3 separate regions of the Mus musculus genome follow, and all the other regions are linked to region 1. Evidence: chromatin contacts called from public promoter capture Hi-C data. All regions are on one chromosome and are shown on one strand. Each heading gives the region's core, a stretch centred on a gene start, on an enhancer-like site or on the middle of the called end of the contact. The rest is flanking DNA. Distances are from core to core; before and after follow the strand shown. Region 1 holds the start of Slc25a26 (solute carrier family 25 (mitochondrial carrier, phosphate carrier), member 26). Region 2 holds the start of AY512915 (cDNA sequence AY512915). Region 3 overlaps Magi1 (membrane associated guanylate kinase, WW and PDZ domain containing 1).

Evidence for each region. Promoter capture Hi-C pulls out the DNA fragments that hold promoters and counts their contacts.
Region 2: a contact with region 1 is called in a promoter capture Hi-C map of hippocampal neurons, with 2.8 times the contacts expected there. The contact joins the promoter of AY512915 here to the promoter of Slc25a26 in region 1. A contact is called at or near these places in 2 of 39 promoter capture datasets (hippocampal neurons and liver).
Region 3: a contact with region 1 is called in a promoter capture Hi-C map of 3T3-L1-derived adipocytes, with 6 times the contacts expected there. The contact joins the enhancer-like site here to the promoter of Slc25a26 in region 1. A contact is called at or near these places in 8 of 39 promoter capture datasets (the 3T3-L1 cell line, 3T3-L1-derived adipocytes, frontonasal cranial neural crest and 4 more), 1 of 115 datasets of contacts at active chromatin or transcription factors (embryonic stem cells) and 1 of 9 other capture datasets (adipose tissue).

What each region holds. Positions count from the first base shown.
Region 1 is chr6:94,498,811-94,501,660 of GRCm38.p6, reverse strand. It overlaps Slc25a26 (solute carrier family 25 (mitochondrial carrier, phosphate carrier), member 26), which reads right to left and starts at 1,347. Exons shown (of 10, transcript NM_026255.5): 1 at 1,204-1,347. The coding sequence starts at 1,236.
Region 2 is chr6:95,332,561-95,335,410 of GRCm38.p6, reverse strand. It overlaps AY512915 (cDNA sequence AY512915), which reads left to right and starts at 1,418. Exons shown (of 4, transcript NR_033559.1): 1 at 1,418-1,538.
Region 3 is chr6:93,756,388-93,759,237 of GRCm38.p6, reverse strand. Magi1 (membrane associated guanylate kinase, WW and PDZ domain containing 1) reads left to right here. Exons shown (of 24, transcript NM_001029850.4): 9 at 1,474-1,583. Among named protein-coding and RNA genes, the nearest start is that of Gm23035, 36 kb to the left of the region's middle. Within about 2 kb of position 1,372, at least 78 of the 459 cell types and tissues checked have an H3K27ac peak or open chromatin away from gene starts, as enhancers often do. A contact at or near this core is called in 3T3-L1-derived adipocytes, adipose tissue, embryonic stem cells and 1 more, where this site is marked.

The sequences.
Region 1 (2,850 bases), core at 98-2,597:
CAATGAAATGAGCCTGGGTGCGATGTGCTATGTGCTTGTGCTCGTGCACATATGTGTGTGTGTGTGTGTGTGTGTGTGTGTGTGTGTGTGTGTGCAGCCCAACCTTGAGTCAGAAGTCTTTCTCATTGTCTCTCCTCTTTCTTCACTGAAGCAAAGGATCTAGAGATCACTAAAGGTTAGTCTAGCTCACCAGCTTGCTCCAGGGATCCCTTGTCTCCACCTTCTGAGCACCGGAATTACACATGGGCCACCAGACCCACCCAACATTTCCCAGGGTTCTGGGAACTGAACTACAGATGCTATAACTACTGAGCCATCTCCCCAAACACAAATGAATCTCATATATTTAGGATGCCTGGCCCATAACCTGTTATCACCTCTTCCCATAATGTCCTGAACCTAGTCCACCTGTCACTTACCCGAGCAGTCACTTCTGTACTGTCTCCTACATCTAACTCTTATGGGCAGGTTTCTCTTGTTCAACACTCTATCTCCAACCCTTCCATCAGAGCAGTAGCTAGTTCTGTAAACAAATGCCCCTGGGCTTCTATTTGCCCTTAGCAGGAGCATTTTAAAAATGAAGGTATTTCTTGTCTGCTTCTGTTCACTCTTCCAGAATAAAATCAAAGTTAACCAGTCTCTCTTACATCTGCTAAATCTATTATCTCCTGCTAGACCTGCTGTTATAGGCCCCTCAAAAAGCACTGGTTCTCATAAATCGACAGAATTAGCCAATAAACCATCGACTCCACAACACCACTACTTATGCTCAGTATTTCTTCAAAGCCTAAACGTGGAGAAAAATGAGCAGATTACTAGGAACTAAATGTGTAGAAACTTCAAAAAGACAAGCTAGTATCTTGGATGGATGGGTCGTAAGTGTTTTCCTGAATAGTGTGTATTTGCATGTTTAATTCCCAAGTTCAGGTGAATATGGTGTACAAGGGAAGTCTTAATTTACTGAAGCCTTCAGTAAATAAGACAATGTGTCAAGCATACCTCATCTCTAAAAGCCCATCAGAAGCCACCAAGCCTTGAGAACAGACTTCCCAGACGTCTCTAGGCTTGGTCCTAGATCTAGCAGCCAGTGACCTGAGGACAGACCGACCACTGCTTAAACCCGGAAGAAAGCGGCAGTGCAGAGAAGCCGCCACAGCTCCCACGCAGCCTGCACCCAGCAGCCCACCCCTACCCGGTACTCACCACCAGCGAGGCCGTGAAGCCCGGCGCGTCCATGGTCTCCCAACGCCGCCAAGGTTAAAAATCACAAGCTGGGCAAAAGCAGGTGCTGACTTAAAGAGCTGGGCGCCGCCATGTTGGGGCGGGATATGGAGCAACTACTTCCGGGGCAGAACTCGTGACGTCACACCACAACAAAAGCACGTGCGTCGCTCGGTGCTGGTCGCTGAGCCTTTCCTGGAGGACCCTGGGGTTTGGAGCTTCTCCGGCTTCCTGTCCTTCAGCAGCCGGCTCCGGAGGCGCTAGGCAAGAGCCTCGCACAAGCCTGTGGCCCCGGATGGGATCTACGAAAGACCCCGGAGGAGAGACCAGAGCTGGCAGGACTGGGACCAGGCGGCACTGCCTGTACCTGAAGGCCAGCCCTGTGGTTTCCTACTCACAATCCAAGTCCGTTATTCCTTCGCTTTATCTGTGCAGGCTGGCTGGATTTCTGTTGATCCAATTCCAGAAAGAAAGAAAAAAAATGTTAAACAAAAATACGTTTTTATTACCAAAAAAAAAAAAAAAGTATTCTCCATTTGTACTGACGTTTATTTCTCTTTAAATTAATGTACTTAAAGTAGGAGAGTGATCACTAGAGACTACGAAGGGAAGAAGGATGGAGGTAGCTGCTATCAAAATACAATTAGTTAGGGCCAGTGAGATAGCTTAGTAGGTAAAGGCGCTTGCCTCCAATTCTGGAGGTGACAACTAACAAATTCCTATTAGATAGGGCGAGTGAGATGGTTCTGCAGGTAAAAGCTCTTGCCACCAACCCTGCAACCTGAGTTCACTCCCTGGGACCCATAGGGTGAAAGAGACAACCAGTTCCCACAAGCTGTCTCCCAATGTCTGTGGACATACCTAATATTTATTGTATATCATATATTTTGCATATTATATTTTATTACATATTAATATGTTGATAGTGAAATAAATAGAATTTAATACTTAAAAAAATACAGCTTAATAGTGAGTGTAACTCAATGGTAGAATATGTGTTTACCTAGCAGGGCCCTCGTGTAGATGGAGGAAGACAGGAAGAATAAGTACCATTGCTCTGCAGGACAGTAGGATTGCTAGTTTACAATTTACTTACGTGTGTGTGTGTGTGTGTGTGTGTGTGTGTATTTCAGTTGGTATTTGAGTTTCACTGTAGCCTATGATAGGCTAGAACTGGCAATGTAGTTATGTAGTTCTGGTGACCTCAAACTCATAACAATTGTCCTGCCTCTGCCTCCCAAATGTTGGAATTACAGATGTGAGCCATTACACTTGGATAATAATTTGGGTTTTCTTTCTAGGGTCTTGAACATGCAAGGGCAGTATAGATGTAGCCACAAAGGCTACATATATAGTTCCACCTACCTAGTCACTGTTATATATTTTTATAGAGAACTAAAAGAAAATAGAAAATTTCAAAGATGACCCACAAAGAAATGATATTTAAGGAATTATACATGCTAATGGCTGACTTAGCCATTTCACATCGTGTGGGTGTATTGAATTATCACCCACTACCCTAATAAATTTGTACAATCACTGTGTCAGTAAAAAATAAAGTGGCATAAAAAAATGACTTGCTTTGATAGTTGATTATTCATCTTGCTCACTGTGAAGGCAACGTGTGCT
Region 2 (2,850 bases), core at 169-2,668, 830 kb before region 1:
TTCATAGATGAAGTGTCCCAAAGCAATCTTGCTTAACAAACTGGGGCAAGGTGTCTGCCAGCCTAGGTGTTCTAGCTAAATAGACGGTGCAGCAAGAGGCCAAAGGCCACTCAACTCAGTTTCAAGAATTTCATAAACATTTGGATTTGGGCAGGATTCCCCAAAATAAAATCTGTCACTGGAATGGAGCTTAAGACATCTGCTCACAGCATAGTGGCACCTTGAAGTTTCAGCGAAATCCTAGGAAGTGGTTGCATGGTCACGTGGTCACAGTTCTTAAAATGCCTCCAAATGTTCTTGCTGTTGGATTTCCTGTCTGTGCCCAGAAACGGGGTACCTACACCCACACATTTCTGTGCCTACTGCGCCACACCACACATCCACTTCTGCTTTCAGCCCTTGTGGAGACTGAGCAAGAAGTTTAACTGGTCTATTTTATACTAAACATAGACTCACTAATGACACAGTGTGCTAGATCAGGGGAAGAGACGAGTAGACAGCTGTGTCCAGCTTTCAACCTCAAGAGGAAATGTTGTCATCTACAAAGCTCACAATGGAGAACTAAGCAATCCCCCTTGTGAAAAAAAATTTGCAAGAATACGTCATAATATTTTAATTATGTTTATGATTTTATTTTAGATGGCATTCATAACATCCAGACACTAGCCAGCAGTAGGCCAAACCCAAGCCACTATTCTGTAAATAAAGTTTTATTGTCTCACAGCTGTGTTCATTTGTTTACATTTTCTAGTTTCTTCTCTTCCATTATAACAAGGTCAAGGAGTTTTGTGGCCTACAGAGCCAAACACATTTGTTATTTGGCCCGCCTAGAAAAGTTTACAGCCCTCTGAGCTGGAGCACAGGGACTGAGTGGAGACTGAGTAGATCAGCTCTGTGTCTTCTCAAGGTCAGTGAGACTGACCAGCACTCAGAGCTCTGATCAAGAAATTCCAGCATGTCACATGGGAAACCAAGGAGCTCGGTACGACTTTCAGACATAATTTGGCATAATTCAGGGTTTGTTTTACCTGGAAGCAATAGTATGGGGCTTGGAGTGTAAGGCACTATTTTAACGGGGAGCAGGATGAAAATAATTTAGTAGCCTGCAGCCTCTGCGATGTGTGGAAGTTGAACTAGCACATAAGCCCATATCCCAGGCTCTGCATAGGTCCCTGCGGTTCTTAAAACAGCATGTCATCTTGTCTGTCCACCTGTAAGCTGTAAGCTACAAAAGGCTTCCTCTCTCTCACCCACCAGGGACCTCCTCTACCACAGCTACCTGTTGTGAATTTGGCTTCCACGTGAGTGGACACAGATGATTCCAATGAAGAACTGCCCCCAGACTGGTGCTGCAGGTGGGAGCTTCAAGGGAACACAGGAAGCTTCTATTTAACATTGCTGGGAAGGGCTTGATTTCACATTAGCTCCTGAGCAACTTGGAGAGGCTGGACCCTGGGGTATGTCTACGAAGGAGAAACCATGCAGCGTCCTTCTACCCTGTCAGGCCTGGAACTGTGAATGGACTGAAGACCAGTGGGGTGAGGAGAGACAGGAGAAGCTGGGATTTGGGGGTGGATAGACACAGGTAGAAAGAATCCTGGCCTGTTGGTTTACTGGTATGATCTCTGGGGCTTATGTATCTTAGTTGGAACTCTTGTGTTTTTCTTCAAGCTATTCTACTATCTCTGGCAGGCATTTGAATACTTCTGTCCCACTGAGTTGGATTTACAGCTCTACAAGGGTCATCTCTACAGCTAGGTTGTTGGGCCAATTCTTGAAAAGCCCCCTAGATCATAGGCCTTTGAGCTGTGTGCTTCTGTTGACCCCTGCAACAGTAGAACATGACTTTGCCTTATTCTGAACTGTTTGCTAAAAGGAACAATTTGGGGCATGGTGTTTTTGGATTTACCCAGAACACCAAACCTGAGAAAGATTGAGAATACTCCCAAGGACATATGTGTATTTTGCATAAAAAAGGAAGTCTTCCAAACAGCATGGCCCAAACCTCCAGATGTATTTCTGTGCACATAACTCAAGCTCCCTGCAGATATCAATAACCAATCATCGTATTCCTGTCTGCTAAGCCTGGACAAGTCTCATGATCATTCTGAATGCTTTCTGTCGACACTACCAGGAAGTAAAACACAAGCTTAAATGGATTTATGACTTCCAAAGGCAAGTAGTACTTTTGAGGAGAAAACAGATCATGAATAATAATAGCTGACATGTATTGAGTTTTATTATGTGCCAGACATTGTTCTGGTTGACACGATGTCACTTCAAATATGCCACATAAATACAGGCTTTGTTTCAATTATTGTTCTCCTACCAGTGTTCACAAGAGTCTCTGGTGCATGGTGGTTGCTTAAAAATACTTACTTGAATTTTAAGTTCTACAACCAGCCATTAAACATATATTCTGAATGAAGAAATGGTGGCCCAGAGAACTCCAAATTGCCTAGGCTAGTGAAGGCTGGACCCATGGCTTCCTACCACATCCTGTTTCTCTTATGCGTCTAACCTTTTTGCCCCACTGTTTCCCATGGTAATGGTTCTTAGTTCCAAATGGTCCTTAGTCCCAGGACATTGATTGTTCAGTCTCCTGGTCCTCTTTAGTGTTCCTTTCTCAGTTCAGAATGCCATCTTTATATAAGAAAAAAAATGCTAGAATTGAAATCCAAATGCCTGTGGGTTTGATCAGAAGTTGCGGCGAAAGAGCAGTCCAGGTGGCACAGGGTAGGGGGCTGGAGAGATCATTTGTCCCAGCAGCTGGTCCTCAGTTACAGCAACTGCAGCTGTGGCTGATTCAAGCCAATATTGCCAGCTCCTCTCATTTTTCAAGGGAAGTAG
Region 3 (2,850 bases), core at 123-2,622, 740 kb after region 1:
TGTACATACACACATATGTATATGTGAAACCATCTATATATACATGTATTTATACTTAGTATAAATACAAAATAAATAAGGCCATCACACAGAAACACTCATGTGGATGATGGGTGTATGTTGATGTGTGTGCGTTGTGGGGGTAAGTGCGTGTGCTTGCCCGGCCTTACTAGTGACAGAGTCATCTAAAATGTCTGGATCTTTGTCACTTTAAATACATTGCATTCACATAGTTTAACTACCTTAGAACTATCATTGCCTATAGGCTGTGAATTTGGTCTTTCCTCTTGGTCATTCATTGGGTTGCCATAATTGACAGATGTTAGTGGAGTCCTTTTGACTTCACCCTTAGGCTTCTCCATACCTTGCTATGTAAAGCCATTCAAGAGTTTTGCTATTGTAGACCACAGACAACATCCCAGCTCCAGTTGACTCTTAATTCTTAGTAATTCAGAGTGTACTTCTTGGTGAATTTAATGTACCCCCCCCCTCTCAGATGCTAGCTTTGAAATAGGGGTAGAGTCACTGGCTCAAGCCCTTGAATTCAAAAGCAAGCATAGCTGAGTGAGCATACTAGTTAATAATGCCACACAAAGAGAACTACACAGAGGCGTACTTCTCATCCCCACATGAAATACTATTGTGTCCACACTTACATGCTTCACATACTCAAGGTGAATTGTTGCTTGAAAAAAAAAATGGCATAGAAAACTTTAGAAAAAAATAAATAAAATTTAAGTTTCAAGTTGGGTGTCATTCAGGGCACGGTAAGGTCTCTTTCCTTGCTGCTCCATGGAGATTAGGCCACAAAGCACCCCTCATCCAGTGCAGCTAAGCTTTATGCACTGCCTGTCAATCAGTCACTTGGTGGCCAGCTCAGTTACAAGGTCAGCTGTCACAGTGTCATACACTGTCATACACTGTGTTCAAATGTCCCTTATTTAACTTCCTGATAGGCCCAGAGCACAAAGGTCACAGCGTGGGCAATTGGAACGTGCTGAAGAGGCAGGCAGAAGTTCCTTTAAGTGGCTAAGGAAATAAATCATATGTGGAAACTACTGAGGGCTACAGTGAATTGTTGCTGTTGATCTGTTGCTGTGCTTGTTTTATAAGTTAAACTGGGTCATAGGTGTGTACAGATGCAGAGGGAAAACCATATTCATATTGGATTGGACGCTATCCTGGGCTCCAGCATTCACTGGGGCTCTGGGAACAGGTTCCCTGTAAACAAGGGCTTTCCGCTGGTGAGTAAAGCTATTTGCCTCAGGACATTTGCTAGGGATTTCTAGTAAGATGCATTCCAACCACACCCTAGGTCTCACTGCACATACACAGCCATAATGGGAGCTGTGTTTATGTCTATCTGCATATCCACTCCAGACCCTCTGCTGTGCCTCAACTAATCGATTTGCCCGGCCTTTTCTTGCTAGAATGAGTATTTCCTCCCTGAGAACTGCTTTCCTTTCTTCCCAGCCACATCAACAGGAAGACGCAATATGAAAACCCAGTCCTAGAAGCCAAACGGAAGAAACAGCTTGAACAGCAGCAGCAACAGCAGCAGCCTCAGCCACCGCAGCCAGAAGGTTGGCTTCTTTGCTGGAGGCATTTCCCTGAGCTGGGAGTGTGGGGTAAAGCCTAGGCACTGTCACCCCCGTGTGGTCAGAGCTGGCCTTGATGATAGATTCTTTTCTCCTCTAGTCACCCCTCCCTCCAACAGCACACCCCAGCACACTGCAGAAGGGGGCGCCCCTGCATAGCGCTCAGACCTCTGCCTTGCTTTGGATGGAATTTAACTTGCGGAGCTGAGGGAATTTGGGCCCCTGCAGCATTTGCATGGTGATCCCTGTGTAACATTTAAGCAGAGTTTCTGGGCACTAGGCTCCTTTTTCACGTTAGAAACGCCGTACAGAAGGATCTGCATGCTTCTGGGAAGTCACAAATCATATTCTTTTATTTTTTTTTTATTTTATTTTGGTTTTTCAAGACAGGGTTCTCTGTGTAGCCCTGGCTGTCCTAGATCTCACTCTGTACACCAGGCTGGCCTCAAACTCAGAAATCCGCCTGCCTCTGCCTCCCAAGTACTGGGATTAAAGGCGTGTGCCACCACTGCCCCAAACAAATTCATATTCTTTAGAGAAATCAAAATAACCCAGGAAGAGGGGGGAACATTAAATCTTCCAGTGCTTGCCCCATCCCATTCTTAGGGGCTCACTGTGTAGAATTTTTCTGGTAAATAAAAATCACAAATACCAAAACCAAGAATAATTTTGTGAGTAAATATATTTCATTTGAGCAACTTTTTTTCACTTTTTATTTCTTAAACCTGCTTGAAGGTTTGAGTTGACTCATAGTTTTAATGGCTAAAAGATGTGCTACGTAATGAGTGTTTCTACTAATATGTAGCTATCCATTTATTAATATTTAAGGTTTTCCTAATTTTTCATTAAATCTTTCAGTGGTAGGCTTTATACCATCTAAGTATAATATCAATTATGTGAATATGAACTATAACACTTTTGTTCCCACGTTATATATAATACATATTATATGCTATATATTATTATATATTTAATTAATTTATATATTAAATATTTAACATAATTAATTTATATACTATATATTTTAAATGTGTATGGTGCTAGAAATTGTACTGAGGACCTCATCACACCAAGTATCTACCCAAGCAAGCACTGAGTCCTTGAACATAATCAAATATAGTCCTTAAACTATGGGAGTAGCCAAATGTTACTACTATAAATATATATAAACATCACAAATGTTTTAGCATTGATGTTACATAGTTCTTGTAATAACTACTCATCTTTATAGTGTAAAACAGATACAGATAAT